5 separate regions of the Mus musculus genome follow, and regions 2, 3, 4 and 5 are each linked to region 1. Evidence: chromatin contacts called from public Hi-C and Micro-C data. All regions are on one chromosome and are shown on one strand. Each heading gives the region's core, a stretch centred on a gene start, on an enhancer-like site or on the middle of the called end of the contact. The rest is flanking DNA. Distances are from core to core; before and after follow the strand shown. Region 1 holds the start of Tnrc18 (trinucleotide repeat containing 18). Region 2 holds the start of Uncx (UNC homeobox). Region 3 holds the start of Gsx1 (GS homeobox 1). Region 4 holds the start of Mafk (v-maf musculoaponeurotic fibrosarcoma oncogene family, protein K (avian)). Region 5 holds the start of Pdgfa (platelet derived growth factor, alpha).

Region 1 (2,700 bases), core at 137-2,636:
GGGTCCCTTCGGCAAGGATCACACTCCCTGGGTCCCCAGTCAGGTAGACTGCCGTCGGCGGCTCCCTGCCACTTAACTTCGAAAGTTTTTTTTTTTTTTTTTTTTTTTTTTTTGCTGAAAGAGCAAAATAAAAGTACAAAGTCTGGGGGATTAGTGCTCCCCTCCCCCTCTGGCCGCCGTGGCCAGCCAAGCACTTTTGGGCTTGGCTTGCTTCCTCTGAGCTCAACAGATTTTTTTTTTTCCCTTTCCCGGTCTCGCCCTCCCTGGAGGGGGCGCGGCGGATGGAAGGCGAGAGAGGCCCCCAGCCAAGAGGTTTTTAATATTACACCTTAATAGGTTTCAGAAGGCCCCGTGGAGAAATGCTAATAGGGCTGAAATGTCAGAACCGAGAGGGATTCAGCTCGCGTTCCGCCGATCTAATCCTTTTTTCTGCTCTGGTTTTTCTTGGCGGGGAAAGGGGGAAGGAGGGGCGCCCACGCCAAAAGGGGCTTTGGGGAGGGGCGCGCGGTGCGCACTCGGCCGCAGAGCCCCACAGCCCGGGTTTCTATAGGAACCTTTTATAAGATGCAACTCACCGCTGCCGACCGCCGCGGCCTGTCCAAAATATTAATCAGTAAAGCCTTCTGACACCGCGTTTCAGGGAGGGGACCCGCAGGCAGGGGCAAAAGGAAAAAAAAAAGGCCTTGTCGCCTGCCTGCCCACCCCACCCGACCGCGACTGCTAGGGGGAAAGGGAATGAATCGCTGCTTTATTTTAAAAGGCGAGAGTGAGCGAGCAAGCGAGAGAGAAGCAGGCCTTGTTATTTTTCGTCTGAACCTCGCTCTTTGGAGTGGCACCCTAGAGAGGGAGCGCCGGGCGCGGGCGCAATGAGCAGCTCGCCGGTTCCCGGCTCTTCCCGGCTAGCTTGTCACCTCCTCCCGAAGAAGGAAGCTGACAGGAGGCCTTGCAATGCCCGGGATTGCGGCGACAACCATCTTCCTCTATTTTGATCACTCAGCCCAGACGCAGGAGGAGGGGCTGGGATGTGGGGGGAGGGAGAAGGAGAAAGAAGGGGGGGGTCTGCTGGAGCTGGTGTGGGGGAGGGCTGCCTAGAAACGGCTCGGAAAAATTCTCACCACCAGTTTTGATCATTCAGCCCCGCCGTGGGGAGCCTGGAAACTGCTGGAGCCCCGAGGTCCGTAATTGGTTTTATAGGAATGGCTGAGGGCCAAGGTGTTTACATGCGCGTGATGGGCGGCGAGCGGGACCAATGCGCTGCGGCCGGGGGCTGGCCCGAAGGGGGGGGCGGGCACCCGGGAACAATGCGTGTTTCTTCGCCTGCGAGGCTCCCCTCCCCCGTCCCCCTTAAGCCCCCCCTTCGCTTTTTTTTTTTTTTTTTTTTTTTTAGATCCAGCGAGAGGAACTTGAAAGGGGGGTTGTGTAATGTACCTTTTCCAATCCCGGGCTGTATATGGAGATTTGGGATTCTTTAAACCGGCGCTACCTGGATTTTATTAAAAAGCGGGGAGCTCGGCGGGAGGAAAGCTGGCTTTTCCGGGGGCTGCGGGAGCGGGGCCGCGGGAGGGCGGAGGAGTTGGCGCGCCGCGCGCCCGGCCCGGGGAGCGGTTTTCTACCAAAAAAAGGAAAGGCGGGCAAAAAGTGTGAGGCGGCTGCGGGTGGCGGAGGGGAGCGGCGGCCGAGGGATGGCGGGCAGTACGGGCGCCTAGCCGCGCCAGGAACCGCGGCGGTTGCCGGAGTCGCCGTCGGAGCCTGGAGCCCGGAGCCCCGCCGCGCCAGGTACGCTCCGGGCCCCGATGCTCCCCGAACTTGTGCAGCGTACCCCTTGGGTCCGCAAAGCAGAAGGTCCCCGAAACAGTCGGGGTCCCCAGAAGGGAAGCGGAGGGCAGGGATCAGGGGGAGAGGACGCATCGCTGCGCCTTGGACTCCCACCCGAGCTCTCAGTCTGCAGCACCGCCGAGGGCGGCGGTTCCCTACTTGGTTCCCGGCAGGCGGCGGGCTAGCCCGGGGACGCCGAGACGGTTTCGATTATAGGCTGTTTTTAATTAAAAGCCGGAATTCAGCCATTTTAGCTGCATTTAAGAGGGGAAAAGTAGAGAAGGACGCAGTGGAACCCCGCAGATAGCCACGCCAGCTTCTCGACCATGGCAAAGGCTGCTCCGTAGGGCTTCACCCCGACTTCCTTAAAGTGGGGCGCCTGGGCTCTGCCTTTTTCAAAACGCTGCCTTTAATGAATATTATCTTTAAGTGTATGCGGGAAGCTCCTGGCGCCTTTGAGACAAGTATCCCGGGCTGTGACGATCCTAGATTTTTTCAAAAGTAAACGCGATTCTGGTAACCAGAGCCTGATAAAGAGCGAGGGCGGGCGAGAGGAAGAGGGGGTGTTGTAACCAAAGCCACGTTAAAATAGGCGTCCTTAGCAAAGTTGGGGGAAGAGGACTTTTGGGTCTGGGCGTAGGGCGGCTGGTCACCCGGGAGCTGTGGCTTAGTCTCCGTCTGCTAGAGCGCCCCGGTTCTCCCGGAACCAGGGGGTCTAGAGTAGCCTGGGGCTGGTAGTCAGGGAGGGAAGGGTGGGCTCTCTGAGACCTCCCTACCCCCTCGGGAACAGGAAAGCGACAGATCTTTTAAACAAACAGCTTAAATAGGACTTACAGGAGGGTTTACCCGATGCTGGGGAGGCGCCCCTCCGCTGGCCCGCGCTGT
Region 2 (2,700 bases), core at 171-2,670, 3.3 Mb after region 1:
CTGGAATTTTATTACGCCAAATTAACGCTGCTTTTTTTTTTTTTTTAATGAATACTGCTTCCTGACTCCTCATGAAATCGAATAACGAAGAGGTTGGGGAGGGAGGAATTTAATGGAGAAGAATCTTAAATTCAGATGCCCTTTTTTTTAAGCCCCCTCTTTTCCAATGTGTTAACCGCGAAAGTTTCCACCTACTCTCCCACAAATGCACCCCCCCAGCGGCTGTTTGTAAGACGATGGATAAATGCATGTTTCTATCTTAATATTTCACAAGCCAGAAATAAAGCAACAGATCTGTCAGCTTCGAGGATGGGAGAAAGCCTCTGTCAAGAGCGCCCAGGCCAGGGCCCACTTTGTCCCCTCCTGGAGGGCTTTTCGAGCCTCGGCAGCCTTTCCAGACTGTGCGCCGCGGCCGCAGCCAACCTACACCCGGCTTCCCCGAATCGAACGCAGTCACTGCAGTGGCTACTGGGGCGCCACCAGGATCTCTCCCCAATCACCTCGGCACTCTCAAGTTACTCACCTCCAGATGGGAGAAGGGGTTCAACCCTCATAATCCCCACCATGGCCAGCAGCGCGGAGCCTGAAACCACCTCCCCGCCACTTAGAACAAAGGTGGCCCTGCCTCACCGCGCTCTGCACGCCTAGTGCGGGATCTCGGACTCCTTGGGCGACACCAATCTTTACCTGAACTCGGGACTCGACCAGGTCCAGGCGCAGCGCCAGCGCCTCGCGCATAAACACGTCCGGGTAGTGGCTCTCATTGAACGCCTTCTCCAGCTCCTCCAGCTGCCAGCCGGTAAAGTTGGTGCGGGTGCGTCTCCGTTTGCAGCCGGGGCTCTCCTTGTCTGGATCCCCCGAGTCTGCGGGCATGCACAGGACGCTGCAAGGCTCAGCCACCTGGCAGATGCTTGTCCCGCTTGCACCCACCTCGGGTGCGGGGTGCACGGAGGAGTGGGTCGCTATTCTCCGACGGCCTGGTGCACCCCACCCCGAGGCCCCCCGTTGTGTTTCCCCGTGTCCCCGCCTCCAGCCTACCTGCAAGCTTGAAGGGCTGGCTTTCGCCGGCCACCCCGCAGGCAGCCGGCAGCAGCGGCGTGGGGTTGACCACCGAGGCGGCGGCTGCAGCGCACGAGCCGCTGAGCAGGCCGTCGATGGAGAAGGGCACCGAGGCCGCGGCAGCGGCGGCGGCGGCCGACTGCAGCTGGTGACCGGCCAGCTCGTACACGTGGTGGTGGCCCAGCGGGTAGGGGAAGCCCACCACGCCGCCCAGCGAGCCCCCGAACTGGGCATGCGGGTGCTCCAGGAGGCGACCGTCCATCATCTCGCGCGCGGGGCTGGCGGGGCGCGGGGGCGCGGACGGCGGCGGGGACAGGGGCCCGGAGCCCTACACATGCTTCGGCCCGCGCTCCGCCGCTTTACTTTATCAACATCAAGCTCTCGATAATTAGCCGCGGCCCGGGGAATTTGGGACCAATAAGAAGCGCTAATCGGCTCTGACGTCAGAGGCGTGCTGGGTGCAAGGAAACGTTTTCCATATCGATTGCTAATTATACCTGACACGCACCTCCATAAACAGTATCAGGAGCTGTCACAACAAGACGGGGTGGGGAGGGAGGGGCACCGCCGCGCTCGGCCGGCCGGGGGCCCCCGGCGAGCCCCCCACTCCTGCTCCCCGCCGCTCCCGCCCCTCGCCTCCTTCTAATAGATTTCCCTTTAAAACATTCGCCGGCGTGTTGTGGGGATTTTTCACCAGAAATGCTGTACTCTCTGAACCTTTAAAGTGATGTTGCTCCAATTACAGAGAGACATTGAGCGGCAAATAGACTGATCCAATAATGGGAGATTCATCATCCGCTCTTTCCGAAACTGTCACATTGAATTTAAAACTACAAGGGCTTCTCTACCAGCGGCCTCTCCCGGGCTGCGGGCTGCCGCGAGCGGCGGAGGGAGGAGGAGGGGGAGGAAGAGAGGAGGAGAGGAAGGGGAGAGAAGTGTCCCGACGAACTGGAAGACCAAGGGGAAGAAAGAGGAGGAAGAACAAGCCCAGGAGGGAGGGGGAGAAAGGAAAGGTTTGGGGGAGGAGGAGTGCAGAAAGAGAAAGGGAGGAAGGAGAGGAAGTGGATGGAGAGGAGGAAAGGATGGAGGGGAGGGGAGAAGAAGAAAGGGAGGAGAATGGAGGAGGAAGGAGAAGAAGTAATGGGGGAGAAAGGAAGGAGAGAGGAGTGGAACCAGAAGCGATGGAAGGACAGAGAGAAGCGAGAAGAGGAGAAGAGAAAGCGGGGAGGATAAAGAGAAGGGAGAATGAAAACGGAGAGTGGAGAGAAGGGGAGGAAGGAGGGGAACAAGGCAGAAAAAGAGAAGAAAGGGAGGGAAGTGGGACTAGATGGACGGAGAGACCAGAATGAAAGGGGGAGGGGAGAAAGGGAGAGGAGAGGAGGGGAAGGGGGGGAGAGAAGAACCTCCAAACAGTGATCCAGCCAAATGCGGCCCCCACCTATAAGGAGTCTAACCCGACGCCCTCCTCCTTGATTGGCAGTTACCCCATCAATATAGACAGGGTGGTGGCAGCTGGGGCACCCTAACCCCACTTAACTCCCACACATATGGGTCCTGGATGCCAGCCCAGAGGAGGAGGGAGCATGGAAGGAGGAAGGACAATGGTAACTTCAGGATAGTGACCAATGGCCCACGCATCCC
Region 3 (2,700 bases), core at 154-2,653, 4.4 Mb before region 1:
GCAATTCGTCGTCGTCCTCTGAGCATTTGGCTGAGGAGAGCGAAGAGCACTTGCAGCCTTGCGGTGCGCCCCCGCCGGCCCCCGCCCCAGCTCCGCCGCGGTGGTTACTGCCTTTGCCTTCTTTCTTGTGCTTCACCCGGCGGTTCTGAAACCAGATCTTCACCTGCTTCTCGGACAGGTTCAGATAGGTCGCGATCTCGATGCGCCGCAGGCGGGAGAGGTACATGTTGGAGGCGAACTCTCGCTCCAGCTCCAGGAGCTGTGTGCTGGTGAACGCCGTCCGCATCCTCTTGCTGCTGGGCAGCTGGTTCGAGCTGCTGTCTGGAGGGCGATGGGGGGGGGGGGGAGGGAGGGAAAGAGAGAGAGAGAGAGAGAGAGAGAGAGAGAGAGAGAGAGAGAGAGAGAGATCATCAAACCTCTGAGCCTTGGGCCTAATTTCCCGCTGAACTGAGGCTAGCCTCAACCTTGGAATCAGGCACACATCCCTTCCATCCTTCCATTCATCACTCCACAGGCGGGTGCCTCCTTGCCAAGTCACAGACTCCAATTCTCCTCGGAATCGGTTGTCCCTAACACCCCTTTAAGGAACATCTCAAAGCTGGCCTTAACCCCTTCCCCTTCGCCCCAGGATCTTTCTGGCTTCTCCCCGGTTCCTACGTCCGGTCCCAGTCTAGCACTGTGAGCGCCCCTCGAGTATCCTCACCGTCCCCCATAGCGCGCCGTTTCCCCATCCCTAGCTCACTCACTTCCCCCCACCCCGGGACCACCGCCCCCCAATTTCGCGCGGGGACCCCGCTTACCCACAGAGATGCAGTGAAACTGTCTGGGATCCGGCAGCGGGTAGGAGGTCTGGTAGAGTGCAGCAGCTGCTGCGGCCGCAGCCGGGCCGTGGGCGACTCCAGGGGACACGGAGTGCTGGCGGCCCAGGGGTGCGTGGCAGTACTGCGATCCGAAGGGAGGGAAGGACGCCTTGAGTAGCGGCAGTGCCGGCGGCCCGGGGGGCCCGTGCAGCTGCGAAGCGGTGACACAGAGGGGACACACGCACAGCAAGCCGGCCTTGCGCGCGTGGCAGGCGCCCGGCGAGAGGCCGTGGAGCGCGTGCGGCGGCGGGACCGCGTAGGGGAAGAGCGGTGGCGGGCTGCCCTCCGGAGCCTTCTTGTCGCTGGCTTCCCGCAGCACAAGGGAATCCACCAGGAAGGAGCGCGGCATGGCTCCGGCGCGCGGTCCACCTGCCGCCAGCCCGCCCCTGGAGCCCGAGGGAACTGCAGATCCTGTCGTAGCTTCCCCTGGCCGCGGCCACCCGCAGCTTCCCGGGCCCCGGAGGCTCCACGCGCGGCTCAAGCCCGGGCTGGAATCACCTTGGCTGCTGCTGCGGGCACCTCCCGGAGCGGGCGAGGTGCTGGCCAGCGCTAGTGGTGCTGAAAGACGCCGGCGGCGCCGCTTAAATAGGACTATTGCCATGTGATGGGCTACGCCAGGAGCGGCCGGGGCCTCTCAATAGGGTTTTTGTGCCCTTTCTCTTGGCATTCACTCTGCACGCTTCCTCATTATTTCACTTGTTAACTAAATGAACTGCATAATGTACTCTATTCTTGTCAACCCCACCCACGCCGTAACAGGCGCACTCGCCCCCCTCCTCTTCCCTTTTCGGGTTTATTTTCTCATTCTCCCGCGATTTAATATTCTTTTCTTTCTCTTTATTTCTTACTTTCCTTTGGCTTTGCGCTGGCGATCGGTCCATTTATCTTATTGATTTCCGCACCCGTGCTGCCTCGCTTGCACAGATCCCCGTGGGCGCACACCCATCTCCTCTGCCCACTTGATCCTGGTCCCTTTCTTTCTGTTACTTCTTCCTTGCTCGTTCCCCCCACCCCAGTTCCACCAAGTGTATCGCTTTCGCTTAGTTCTCGAAGCTCAGCTCTGCATCCTATGAAGCATCCTAATGGGCGGCCACCATTCCCACCTGTGGAGTCTCTTCTCTCGCACTATTTGGAGACAGAAAAACAAGGTTTCTGAGTGCGCCTCAGAGGATGAGAGAAAGGCTCCCTAGTCCTCATTGGAGACTAACCTCATCTCTGTCCGTGTTTTCTCAGAAAATCAAAGGCTCCCAATTTTGGTGTTGCCTGTGACTCCTCATCTTTGTTCGGTGGACCCTTGGCCAACCAGCTCTTCCCTTCAACAACAGGGCCGTGTATGTAAAGAAATAGCAACAAAACAAGTACGCGGGTGGGTAGTCTTTGAAAATACGGACAGATACATAGCAAGGGGAGTGAGAGCCGAATTCGTGGGTATGAAGCTTTCCCACCCCACCAAACGTGGTGAGTGTGGATGGTGTAGACTCTCACAGACGTTGCGCGCGCACTCTCCACTCGCACACACTCCACTAGACACGCCGGTGCACTCGAAAGCGTTGCTTCCCACGGCTGGAGAGAAAGGAAGAGCACTCTTCTGTCTTTCCCAGTTTCTGTTGCCCTTTGCTTCCTCCTACCGTCGCCGCACTCTTTTTTTTCTTTCTTTCTGGTAACACAATGGTTAAACAACTTCAAATGCCACGCTCTGTGTACACAGCTTCAGTTTTTTAAAAAAATCATCCCGGGATTCAGAGCTGTCTCTGTCCCTGTGCGTTTAACATACAATGAGAAATTAGCATAAAAGATTTCGAATTTACTACTTTCGATTTTACAAATCGCCACAGTCACC
Region 4 (2,700 bases), core at 42-2,541, 3.0 Mb after region 1:
GGCTGGTCTTGAACTAGCTAAGCAATCCAGGCTAACCTTAAACTCAAGATCTTCCTGCCTCAGACTCCCATGTGCTAGGAGTACAAGCATGTGCCACCATAACATAATGGCTTTAGACCAACACCTTTGAAAGAAGTTACCTGGCCCTAAAACACCAGCTCAAAGCATCAAAGTACCCACGTGCACTCCACCAGATACCTTCTGAAATGTTGCTGCCACAGTATGACCTCAGCAGTGCCAACCTCTGGGGTCCCAGGGCTAATTTTAGTGACTCCACAGGAGTGGAAGGGGTGAACTACCTACCAGCTGAGACACAAGCTAGCTTTTGAGGACTGAGTGTACTGAGTGCCTGTCCATCAATTGGAAGGCGAACTGTTAAAGTGCATCTGTGTTAGCAATGAGAGCTGTGTGAAAAGCGAGGCTCAGACTAACTTCCCTAGAGAAACAAGAGCACCAAGCAGCCTCACCTCCCAAATACCGACTGCGTTCTTACGGGGCAAGTTCTAGGAGGCTGGAGTGGCTGTTATCTCAAGGATACCAGAAGAGGAGTCTATCTCCCCCAAAGAGATCTAATCTAGGCACCTAGGACCCACGAGGCTTTCTTCACCTGTAATTTGCTAGAGTTTTTGCTTCTGATTTCTCGCCGCACGCTCGTAAACATGCACACTCTTAACACGCCTATCCGCTCACCCTACTAGGGAACCTCGCACTTCAGAGTTGGATGGGACCTTGGCCCCAGACCACACCTGAAGAAAGTGACGGAAGCGATAGGCTGGCCAAGACGGTCACCTGCCTCGCTCCCCACCCACAGCTTCCACATCCGGCACCGCTGGCCGGTCAGCTGATTAGAAAGTGACACCAGTTACTCAGGCCCTTTCGGGGTCCCGGCCGGGGGCGAGGTGGGGGCGAATTCTACGCCGACGGAAATGGCCAGGTGCGCACGGCTCCCGGGTGCCACTCTCCCGCACGTGGTGGGTCCCGTGTGGGCCTTGAGCTAGGTCCCGCGTGGCACGTGCTCGAGGCCCAGGCTGGGTCCCGCGGCCTTCGGGGTGCTCCTCCCGCAGGTGCACGAACTCTGGGTTCCCCTACCCAGTTCCCGAAGCCCCTCACTCACCCGGGTCGCGCGCGGGGCCGGGCGCGGCGGCTCCTTGCGGACACGCACTCTTCACAAGCGCTTCTGCTCTCGCGCTCCCCTTAGTCGCCGTCTCCGCCTGCGCGCTTCGGACTTCTCGTTCCGACTCGGCGAAGAACAACAAGTCCCTGCCACCCGCCGCCCGCCGCCGGCTCCCCAGTACTGACACCGCTTCCGGGATCGCGCGTCGAAGCGCGTCACCGCCCCGCCCCCGCGATGGCCACGCCCCTAGTGATCACGCCCCTGTTGCTCACGCTTCTTCGCTCACCAAAACCACGCCCTCTCTGGCCGCGCGTCGGCACCACGCCCCTGATGGCCACGCCCCTCGCTGCCCCAGTCCCTGGGTCCTCCTACATGCTTCCACGTGCAGTTGTCTCATTGCTGAGCTCCTGGCCCTGTCCATCCCCAACACACCCGGGGCGGGGTCTGTGCTCCTTTCCCAAGGTAGGGGGTGTCAGGCGAGCGTGACGCACACTGGGTATGGACCCCACGTTTCCTTGAACTTTCAGCCTGGGCATTATGTCTCTATGTCACCCACTGTCGTCTATGCTACTCACTGTGATCCTGAGGCTGCTGGAGCCTCCCCGGGTCTTGGCAGAGAGAATAGAGGCCAACTGGCTAGTGACCATGTTCTGGACCTAACACCAAGCCCACGTCAAGGTGGCGAAGTGGCTCAGTTACACCACATAATCAGCAAGGCAGATGCACCCTACAAAGGAGAAAGAGATATGTATGTAGCATCCTCTTCTGACCCATACCATGACCTTTTGATTTATATCTGAGACAGAGGTAAGGTCTCACTGTGCAGCTCAGAGTGGCCTGGAACACTTATAAAACTTTATTTTTTTTTTTTACTTATTTATATGTGTGTTCATATGTATGTGGATTGGTGTGCACACACTACCACGAATGTGTGGAAGTCAGAGGGCAACTTTAGGGAATCTGTTTTTTCTTTCCACTTTTGGGTTCCGAAAATTGAACTCAGACTTGGTACCTTTACCCACTGAGCCACCTCACTGGCACTGTCTTGAAGCTCTTAATCCTTCTGCCTTCACCCTAAGTGCCTTCACCTAAGCCTGCCCCTCCCCCTCCCCCTCCCCCTCCCCCCTTCTCCCTCTCCTCCCTCCCTCTCCTCCCTCCCTCTCCCTCTCCCCCTCCCCCTCCCCTCCCCCTCCCCCCTCTCCCTCTCCCTGTAAGCAATGGATAGTGTCTTAGTTAGGTTTTTACTGCTGTGAATAGTCACCACGACCAAGGTAACTCTTATAAGGACAACATTTAGTTAGGGCTGCCTTATAGGTTCAGAGGTTTAGTCCATTATCATCAAGGATCATGGTAGCATCCAGGCAGTCATGGTGCAGGCAGAGCTGAGAGTTCTACATCTTCATCTGAAGGCTGCTAGGAAGACTGACTTCCAAGCAGTAAGGATGAGGGTCTTAAAGCCCACACCCACAGTGAGACACCTATTCCAACAAGGCCATACCTCCTAATAGTGCCACTTCCTGGGCCTAACATATTCAAACCACAACAGACAGAAAGCCATATCTCTCTGACTTGGGGATGCATGGACA
Region 5 (2,700 bases), core at 146-2,645, 3.8 Mb after region 1:
GGGTGTCAAGGTGGCGATGAGGCAGGAGGCAGCCTCCTCCCCGACCCTAGCCTCGCTTCCACCTCCACACAAGAGTGCAAGTTCCTCAATCAGGTGTCCCAGGCTTTGGCTCTGGGGCGCGGGCGCGTGGCAGCCGTCAGGTGAGTGCCCTAGACGCGCCCCTAAACCCGCCCCGCCTCTCCGCAAAGACTCACTCCCCCTCCTTTTATGGAGAGGGGAAGGCTGGAGCACTGGATCCTTACAGTGGGAAGCGGCCCGAGCGCCGGGCGGGGGCCAAGCCGACTCTCATGCCCTTTTTGGCGCAGCAGCTCTGGGCGCTGCCCTTTACTGCCGCTGGGGCCCGAGAGAGAGGCGAGCCAGAGACGGCCGTGCTTCTGCAGCGGCCTCCTCCCCTCCCCGCCCGGTGCCGCAGGATTGCAGCTGGCACTGAAGGGTGGGCAAGCTCGAGGGAGGGGCGCTCCGGGAGCCCGGGCGCCTGTGGGCTCCGAGCCGCGGGCGCCGAGCTTGGATGGATGTAGCTGCCTGCGTGAGCGCGTGTGTGGCCACTGCAGTGGCGGTGGCGGCCGGGCCCGATCTGGCCCGCGAGACCCCTGAGCGCTTCCGAGGTGCGGGTCCCGGGCCCGGAATCCGGGGGAGGCGGGGGGCGGGGGAGGGGGAGGGGCGCGGTGGCGGCGCTATAACCCCCTCCCTGTCGCCGGCCGGCTCCACACGCGCGTCCTGCGGAGCCCGCTCAACTCCTGGAGCCCGGCCTGCCTGCGCCTTCTTCTCCACCTCCTCCTCTGGTCTTCCCGCGGCTGCTGCTGCGGCGGCAGCGGCGCCAGCTCGGCCCTCCGCCCGCCCTCCGGCCCGCGCGGGCGGCGTAGCGAGGCCCCGGGCGGGTAGGCTGCTGCCAGGCGGCGCGGCCGCGGGAGCTGCCCGGCCCCGGCGGGCGGAGGGCGGAGCGCCGCGCCGTAGCCGAGGGCGCGCCGCGGAGGGGCGCACGCAGGCCGCCGGGCCGCGCCGTGCTGGGCCGCGCCGTGCCCGGCCCGGGGCGGCAGCGGCGAGAGGAAGGCCCGGGGACAGGCTCTCCGGACTGCCCGGAGCCCTCAGGGAGAGGCGAGGCGGTAGCTGGTACCGGGCCGAGAGTCCAGACAGGTGATCGGTGGTGCGGCGGGAGCTGCAGCCACGCTCCGCGGTCCCCTCCCGGGGCTGACGGCAGCAAATATGCGGATTTACCGGCCGGGTCGCTCCTAAAGCCAGCGACGGGGAGCGAGCGCGGCGGCGGCCAGCACGGGGAACGCACCAAGGAAGAAGCCCAGCCCCCGCCCTCCGCCCCTTCCGTCCCCACCCCCTACCCGGCGGCCCAGGAGGCTCCCGGAGCGACTCTGTTCCTCCTCCTCCTCCTCGCTGGCTTTGCACTCGCTGCTCGCGCCGAGCGCGCTCCGCAGGCTCCCTGCTCTCCGCGCCACCCTCCTCCGGGCCGCGCTCCCTGAGGGATGGTACTGAATTTCGCCGCCACAGGAGCCCGGCTGGAGCGCCCGCCCCGCGGCCTCGCCTCCCTGCCGAGCTTCCAGCGCCTCGGGACGCGATGAGGACCTGGGCTTGCCTGCTGCTCCTCGGCTGCGGATACCTCGCCCATGCCCTGGCCGAGGTGGGTGCCACCCCCGCGCCTCTGTCCCCTCTCGGCTCCCTCGGCGCACGCCCCTCTCGGCTACCTGTTTCAAGCTCTGCAAAGAGCATTTTGGTTTTGTCAGGGTGGTGTAATTTTTTTTTTAATCCCAACTGGGTTCTATTTTCTGCCATGCCCAAGTGTGTCTGGTGAGTTTCCAGCGCGTTGCGTCGCTCCGCCTTGGAGGGGGACGGGGGAGCCGCGAGGTGAACCCGTGGGTAGAAACTTCGGGGGGCTGTGGGTGCCTTTCCAGAAGGGGCAGCCCAAACGCAGCGGACAATGCAGTAACGGGGTGCGGGAAGCGGGAAAGGGGGTGTGTGTAAACTGACCGTGCTCTGGGAGGGGACTAGGGCGGGCAGTAAGCAGGTAGAGGAGGGTGCGGCCGTAGCCTGGGACTGGGAAGGGTGGGCAGCGCCCAGCCGCAGTCCCCAGTTCTCGGTCCCCAAACCCAGTCCGACGCAGGGCTGGAGCAGTCTCCGCCCGCCCAGGCCTGCTTACAGGTGGCTGAACGAGGCAGCTGGGGCCGGGCCAGGCGCCCGCGCCCTCCCACCGCCACCCTCCCCCCCACCCCCATTCCCCGGGAGCTTTGCCGTGATGAATGACTTTCCACAGCCCCTGTCGTGGGAACTTCGTGGTTGAGTCCTCCAGCGACCCTGACTCCCTTTTAAAAACCGGGACGGAGAGTGGGGGAGGCTGAACGGTGGGGGTGGTCTGGGCAGGGACCGGAGAGGCGCGAGGTGGATATTTAACCCCTTGCGTTCCCTGCAGCCTCTCTAAGCCCCGATGGATTTGGGCGTCCTAGTCGGCGCTAGGGCCGTGACTGGGCCTGAGCCGGGTGGGGCGACCCGGCGCGCGTGCTTGTAGGGGGTGGGGTGGGGGGAGAGGGAAGACCCTCTCCCCTGCGGGCTCAGCTCAGGATTCCCGGAGTGAAATTGAACCCTTCGGCTAGATTAAAGTGTTGAGGCTGCTGTGACTCCAGTCGTGGATGCGTGACGCATTTCGACCCTCTCTGTTTCTACATGTGGATTTAGCTATTAAACCAGAAACTCTTC

What was found. Hi-C and Micro-C count contacts between places; a contact is called where the count stands out from the background.
Region 2: a contact with region 1 is called in a Micro-C map of embryonic stem cells, with 24 times the contacts expected there. The contact joins the promoter of Uncx here to the promoter of Tnrc18 in region 1. A contact is called at or near these places in 3 of 39 promoter capture datasets (cranial neural crest and embryonic stem cells), 18 of 484 Hi-C or Micro-C datasets (cerebellar granule neurons, cerebellum, differentiating embryonic stem cells and 3 more) and 3 of 115 datasets of contacts at active chromatin or transcription factors (embryonic midbrain and embryonic stem cells).
Region 3: a contact with region 1 is called in a Micro-C map of embryonic stem cells, with 8 times the contacts expected there. The contact joins the promoter of Gsx1 here to the promoter of Tnrc18 in region 1. A contact is called at or near these places in 1 of 39 promoter capture datasets (embryonic stem cells) and 3 of 484 Hi-C or Micro-C datasets (all in embryonic stem cells).
Region 4: a Hi-C map of muscle stem cells shows a contact between it and region 1, with 5 times the contacts expected there. The contact joins the promoter of Mafk here to the promoter of Tnrc18 in region 1. A contact is called at or near these places in 2 of 484 Hi-C or Micro-C datasets (cardiomyocytes and muscle stem cells).
Region 5: a contact with region 1 is called in a Micro-C map of embryonic stem cells, with 8 times the contacts expected there. The contact joins the promoter of Pdgfa here to the promoter of Tnrc18 in region 1. A contact is called at or near these places in 4 of 484 Hi-C or Micro-C datasets (the HL-1 cell line and embryonic stem cells).

What each region holds. Positions count from the first base shown.
Region 1 is chr5:142,816,348-142,819,047 of GRCm38.p6, reverse strand. It overlaps Tnrc18 (trinucleotide repeat containing 18), which reads left to right and starts at 1,386. Exons shown (of 28, transcript NM_001122730.3): 1 at 1,386-1,776.
Region 2 is chr5:139,542,618-139,545,317 of GRCm38.p6, reverse strand. It overlaps Uncx (UNC homeobox), which reads right to left and starts at 1,420. Exons shown (of 3, transcript NM_013702.3): 1 at 1,039-1,420; 2 at 688-863. The coding sequence starts at 1,324.
Region 3 is chr5:147,187,399-147,190,098 of GRCm38.p6, reverse strand. Gsx1 (GS homeobox 1) reads right to left here and starts at 1,403. Exons shown (of 2, transcript NM_008178.2): 1 at 801-1,403; 2 at 1-321. The coding sequence starts at 1,209.
Region 4 is chr5:139,790,127-139,792,826 of GRCm38.p6, reverse strand. It overlaps Mafk (v-maf musculoaponeurotic fibrosarcoma oncogene family, protein K (avian)), which reads right to left and starts at 1,291. Exons shown (of 3, transcript NM_010757.2): 1 at 1,115-1,291.
Region 5 is chr5:138,993,639-138,996,338 of GRCm38.p6, reverse strand. Pdgfa (platelet derived growth factor, alpha) reads left to right here and starts at 1,395. Exons shown (of 6, transcript NM_008808.4): 1 at 1,395-1,630. The coding sequence starts at 1,568.